Linked DNA regions of Mus musculus: region 2 is linked to region 1. The links are chromatin contacts, called in public Hi-C maps. All regions are on one chromosome and are shown on one strand. Each heading gives the region's core, a stretch centred on a gene start, on an enhancer-like site or on the middle of the called end of the contact. The rest is flanking DNA. Distances are from core to core; before and after follow the strand shown.

Region 1 (2,945 bases), core at 325-2,824:
CCAGGACTCTTATTTTCTGGGTAAATAGATTACCTACCTATCTGAAATTTTTATAATATGTGTTATTTATAATGTTGGAGATTATTGTCATCAGTATTTATGTTTGCATATGTGTGTGTGTGTGTGTGTGTGTGTGTGTGTGTGTGTGTATGCAGGTCAGTCAGAAGAAAGCTTCAGGTCTCTTGGAGTTGGAGTTGCAGGTTCTTGTGACTTCCCTGACATGGGTAATCTCAGGTTCTGTAAAGGCAGTGGGCACTCTTAGCTGCTGAGCTATCTTTCCAGCCGTTAAAAAAAAAAAACAACTTTGACTAAAATAATATTCTTTTTGACATGTGATGTATGCCTCTGTGTTGGGAGCATTCATCGAAGACTACTCACTTAAGACATGGGTTTAAGCCAACAGAAAGTCTTTTATTAGCCAGCTGGTAACTACACTGGATGTTCAGAATAAGAACACATTCTGGGTTGACATACTACAGTTACCACGAACAGCTAGCCAGAAATGGAACTACAGGAGCCGAAAAGCGAGGTTAGTACATCTAGAGACTTTCCCAGAACTATGGACTTTGAAGGATTCGGTCTTTGTTTTTATTTTGGCAGGTGGTGCTGCCCGTGTGCTGGGTTCCAAGGCCTGAATGGTGCTTCCATCATGGAGTCAGTTGTGCTAAGGTCTGAGGGCCTGTTGTTACATGTGTGTGTGTGTGTGCTTGTGTATGAGAGCACAGAGGCCAAAGGAAGATTTGGGGTACCCTGCTCTGCCACACTCAGGCTTATTCCCTTGAGACAGGGTCTGTCAGTGAACGTGGGGCATGAACATGAGCAGTCCCAACCATCCTCTGTCTCCTTTCTCCTCCATGCTGCGGATGTAGGTGAGTGCCTTGCTTTTCTCCGTGGATGTTGGTGATCCACATTCATGCTGTACAGCCGGTGCTCTGACCTACTGAGCCATGTCCCCGGCCCTGAGATGACAAGATTGGAGAGAAGAGGGTGATGTTTATTTACTTTGTTGCTTTTGTTTGTTAGTTTGTTTTTGAGACAGGGTCTCTATAAATAGTCTTGGCTGTTGTGAAACTCACTATGTAGACCAAGCTGACCTCAAATTCGTAAAAGTTTGAGGATTAAAGCCTGGGATTAAAGGTTTGTTCCACCATGTCCTGCTACTTGTTGCTTGAAGCCTGGGATCTATATAGGCTTGTGTGCCTTCCCCTCCCTCCCTCCCTCCCTCCCTCCCTCATTCCCTCTCTTTCTCCTCCCTTTCCTAATTTCCTTTTAAAAGATACAAGATGAGGACAGAACATAATTATAAAACTGGAGTGAGCTTGTTTTGTTTGCATTTGAGCCAGAAGTAAAATGACTGTCCATTGTGAGCTCATGTTTTGTCTCATTCATCTAATAACAATATCACATTCTCAGAGGTGTTGTAAAAAAGACATACTACTTAGTGTTTTTTGTTTGCTTTTTAGTTTTTTTTTTTTTTTTCTTGTATTTTCTGATGCTATGCTATAGCCAGAAAGAGAAGTCATAGCAACACTTCTTATGGATGTTACATCTGGCCGTGCCTGTCACTGTGTGACCACTAGAGGGGGCCATCTCCCTAGCAATTGGTCTCTAGCATTCGGGACAATTGTAGGACTTGTTTCTTAGACTTGCTAATGAAGGGGACTCCAGAAAGAAAGACACAAAGATCATCTGAGGTCTTTTTTGTTTGTTTATTAGTTTGTTTGTGAGTGTGTGTGTGTTTTAAGACAGAATATCTCTACATAGCACTGGCTATCCTGGTACTCACTATGTAGACTAGGCTGGCTCTGAACTCACACTGATTAGCCTGCTTCTGCCCTTAAGTGTGCCACCACCACCAAGCTTGTTCTGTTTTGTTTTGTTTTTAGAGACAGGGTTTCTTTTTGCAGCCCTGGCTGTCCTGGAACTCAATCTGTAGAGCAGGCTGGCCTTGATTTACCTGCCAGGTGTACACCACCACACTTGGCTGCCTGGGGCCATTTACCCAGAGTTAGAGCTTTTACCCAAGCCAGAGTTTGCTGGGAGTGTAGAAGTAACAGATGCCTAATCAGATTGAAAATAAGGACCAGAATGGCAGTTTCAGACTTTATTCCTTAAGTAAACATTTGATGGGGGATATGCTTACTAATGACCTGTCACAGATCATGTGTAGTAGATTGTTAGTGGCCAGGATCATGGATTTGGGATGAGCTATTATAGCCTTTATATAAAAATTTTCCTGTCACTGGCTTCCAGACAAATTATTCAAGTTTGTTTCAGCTCCCTGGTAGGCAAAATGAGGGCCCTAGGACGTGATAGAGTTGCTGTGACTGTAAAGTGACGACTAGTCAAAGAGACTGTGATTAGTTTCTGTAGGTCTCTCCACCAACTGAAATAACTGAAGTGCACGGATGAGGATCTGGAATGTGAAGGCTCCACATAAGTGCGCACCTCTGCTACTAACCCTGCCGCCCACTCCTGCCCCCATGCGTGCACCTAGCGTTGACCATGTGTGGTCTTATCCAGGCTAGGAAATGGATGGTGAGTGTTAGGGCATGGCACTGTCCTATACCTGAGATAGGTACCCTCTAGGGTGTGGAGTGGAGGAGCCATTAAGTAAGGTAGAAATGGAGAGTAGACGACGCTGGGGAGAGAGAGCGAGCATAGGACAAGCATGGGGAGACTGAGTCAACCGTGAGGCCCACACTCTTGGTTCTGTGATTCCAAGTAGCCTCCTCTGTAGCCTTTGTATTATATATAATGCCCTTCAGAGAGTCAGAAACCCCAAACCAAGTGCAGCCCTGCTGTCTCTCTCTTGGGTCATTAGACCCTTGGCTCTGCATTAGCTCTGTTTTATATCTCAGAGAGAGATGTATCACGGAGCCTCTAAGGCGTTGTGTGGCCATCTGCATTTCACAGATGAGGATATCTAAGCACAGAGAAGCAAA
Region 2 (2,945 bases), core at 152-2,651, 1.0 Mb after region 1:
AGGAGATGTTTTGCCTAATCCTGTAGACTGAATGCCACTGGAAAGGAGGATTCTGGGCTATATTGTGAGAAGTGGAAGGGAGGAGCATCCTCTCAGAGGAAAATGGGATTGGATTGGATTAAAAACTCTAGATGGGAGACTGGGAATGGTGGCAACATTTGAAATGTAAATGAATCTGTGACAAAAATGTGCCAAGTACAATTATATACATATTTCTTATAAATAATTGTATTCATTATAAATATCAAAATAAGCATATGTCAAAAGTAACATATTTAAAATAAGAAATAAAATTCCTAAAGATGCAGCTATTACTGGGCACATATCCAAAGGATGCTCCGACATATATCAAGAATATGTGCTCCACTATGTTCCTTGAAACCTTATTTATAATAGACAGAAGCTGGAAAGAACCCTGAAATCTCTTAAGACAAGAATGAATACAGAAAATGTGGTACAATTAGAACATGGAACACTACTCATCTATTAAAAATGATGATTTCATAAATTTTGCAGGCAATTGAATAGAACCAGAAAATGTCATCCTGAGTGTGTTAACTCAGACCCCCCAAAAATACGTGGTATACACTCACTGATAAGTGTTTATTGATAAGTGTTTATTTACTGATAAGTGTTTATTGTTAAATCAGAATACTCCTCAGTAGAGAAAAGCTGGATGGGAGGAGCCACCAGAATGTCCTAGATGCCAGGGATGTGAGAGGCTCCAAGGACACAACTGAGATGACATTAGCCTCAATACCCAACAGATGGGAGAAAGAATCTGAAGAAACCACCTCCAGGATATTGGCATGGCAACCAGGTGAGAGATGTGTCCACTCATCCATCTAAAATTCTTAACTCAGAATTGTTCCTGCCTAAAGGAAACATGGGGACAAAAATGAAGCAGAGACTAAAAGAAAGGCCAGGCAGAGACTGCCCACCTTGGGATCCATCATAATCACAGACACCATAGCCTGACACTGTTGCTGATGCCACGAAATGCTTGCAGACAAGAGTTAGTATGGCTGTCCCCTGAGATGCACTGCCAGCATCTGACTAAGATAGATGCAGATACTCACAGCAAACCATGGTACTGAGCCCACCCAGGGTCTCCAATAGAAAAGCTAGGGGAAGGACTGAAGAAGATGAAAGTGATTGCAACCTCATAGGAAACACAGTATCAACTACCTGGACCCTCAGAGATCCTATGGGTTAAACCACTCACCAAAGAGTATACATGGATGGGTTTATAGCTCCTGCTACACATGAAGCAGAGGACTGCCTTATCTGGCACCAAAGGGAGGCGATGTGCTTACTTCGGAGCATGTTTGCTGCCACAGCAAAGGGAGATGCTAGAGTGGTGAGGGAGGACTTGGTGGGCTGTTGGGGAAGTACCTCTTAGAGTCAAAGTTGAGGGAGTGGGGAGAGAATGAGGATTTGGGGAAGTGAGACTGTGAAGGGGAACATCATTTGAAATGTAAATAATTACAATAATCAATTTTTTAAAAGTACATTCACAAAATCTCATAACAATAGAAATCTGTTTGGGCATGGTGGTGCATGCCTTTATTCCCATCCCTGGGGGAGCAAAGGAAGGAGGGTCTCTGTGAGGCGATCCTAGGCTACATAGGAAGTTCAAGACCACACAAGATGGCATAGTGAGAACCTATCCCAAAAAATAAACAAATAGGTAAGAATTTAAAAAATGAATCATCATGGCAGTATAACACATTTTACTAAGATTTGAGTTACTTCCCTGAGTATAGTAGGAAACATGAAGCACTGGATCTCTATTATTTGCAAACTAAAACATTTCTAAGTAACCCTTGTCAAGTTTATTACTAATTAAGATGCACTGGCTGATAAATGCTACCTTTCTTGCATTCTTTATAAAAATCATTACAGATCAACAGAAAGATTTTTAAACAAAGACAAAAATAAAAACTTCCTTCTCAACAAGAAAAATTACAAATGGGCCAAAGGGCCAGCCAGAGTAAGTCTGACCCGTGGTGCTCTGCAAAAATAAATGTTATGTGGCAATCTGAGATGATTAAATAAAATAATCAGGAATATGTTCACAGTCTTCACGGTGAAGATACATGAGTAGAATTATTATATTCTTCATACTTTGTAATGTTCTAAAACTACATTTAAAAAAGACAGAATTAGTGATGGTAAATAACAAGAGATTTTCTTGGAGTAGTAAGCATACAGGCTGTCATTACTTTTTTTCAATTTTAAAGATTTTAAAATTAAATTTATTTTATAAACATTATTTCATCGTATGAATCAATTATTCTTCAGAGGAAAAATGATAACAAAATAGTAAATTACTGAGCAGTCCCATCCCTCATCAATAAGCAATACCTGGGTTAACTAGCATTTATTACTATGTCACTATGTTTTAGCCTAAAGAACTATTATTCTTTGTGTACCTGTGGGATGTTATAGAGACTTAAAACCCAGGAGATCTGAGTGGATATTGATGTTGAAATGCCTCCTATCACTGAGACCAGCTTGTCAGTCTCCCTAGGCCTGCAGGTATAGTTAGGAATTGGGGGGCTCTCTCCTGAGAGCAAAGCCATAGACCTTTCCATGGCCTTTGTCTCAATAAAGTCAACATTGAAGAGATTGAATCCCAGGGACATATTGGATAGAATATGTGGGTCCTTGTTGATTTTTTCTATTGAAAAAAAAAAAAAACATTGCCAACATGTGCTAATAATGTCTGGTGAGATCCCTAGGAGGAAAAATTGGAAAGATCATTTTTGTCTTCTTTTTCTACATTAATTTTTAACTAAAATATAATTACATCCTTTACCTCCCTCTCTTTTCTACATGCATCTCCTCCCATGCTCTCTCAAATTCTGAATTTTTATTTATAACAATCAAAGCCATACAAAATATATGCATGATATTCCAAGAAAGAAGCATGATATTCTGTA

What was found. Hi-C and Micro-C count contacts between places; a contact is called where the count stands out from the background.
Region 2: a contact with region 1 is called in a Hi-C map of B cells, with 3 times the contacts expected there. The contact joins two enhancer-like sites. A contact is called at or near these places in 1 of 39 promoter capture datasets (hippocampal neurons), 2 of 15 datasets of contacts at CTCF or cohesin (large pre-B cells and pro-B cells), 2 of 484 Hi-C or Micro-C datasets (B cells and cortical neurons) and 1 of 9 other capture datasets (embryonic stem cells).

What each region holds. Positions count from the first base shown.
Region 1 is chr6:122,891,052-122,893,996 of GRCm38.p6, forward strand. No RefSeq gene overlaps it. Among named protein-coding and RNA genes, the nearest start is that of Necap1, 18 kb to the left of the region's middle. Within about 2 kb of position 1,575, at least 6 of the 459 cell types and tissues checked have an H3K27ac peak or open chromatin away from gene starts, as enhancers often do. A contact at or near this core is called in B cells, where this site is marked.
Region 2 is chr6:123,936,755-123,939,699 of GRCm38.p6, forward strand. It overlaps the pseudogene LOC100417034. Among named protein-coding and RNA genes, the nearest start is that of Vmn2r25, 85 kb to the left of the region's middle. Within about 2 kb of position 1,402, at least 6 of the 459 cell types and tissues checked have an H3K27ac peak or open chromatin away from gene starts, as enhancers often do. A contact at or near this core is called in B cells, where this site is marked.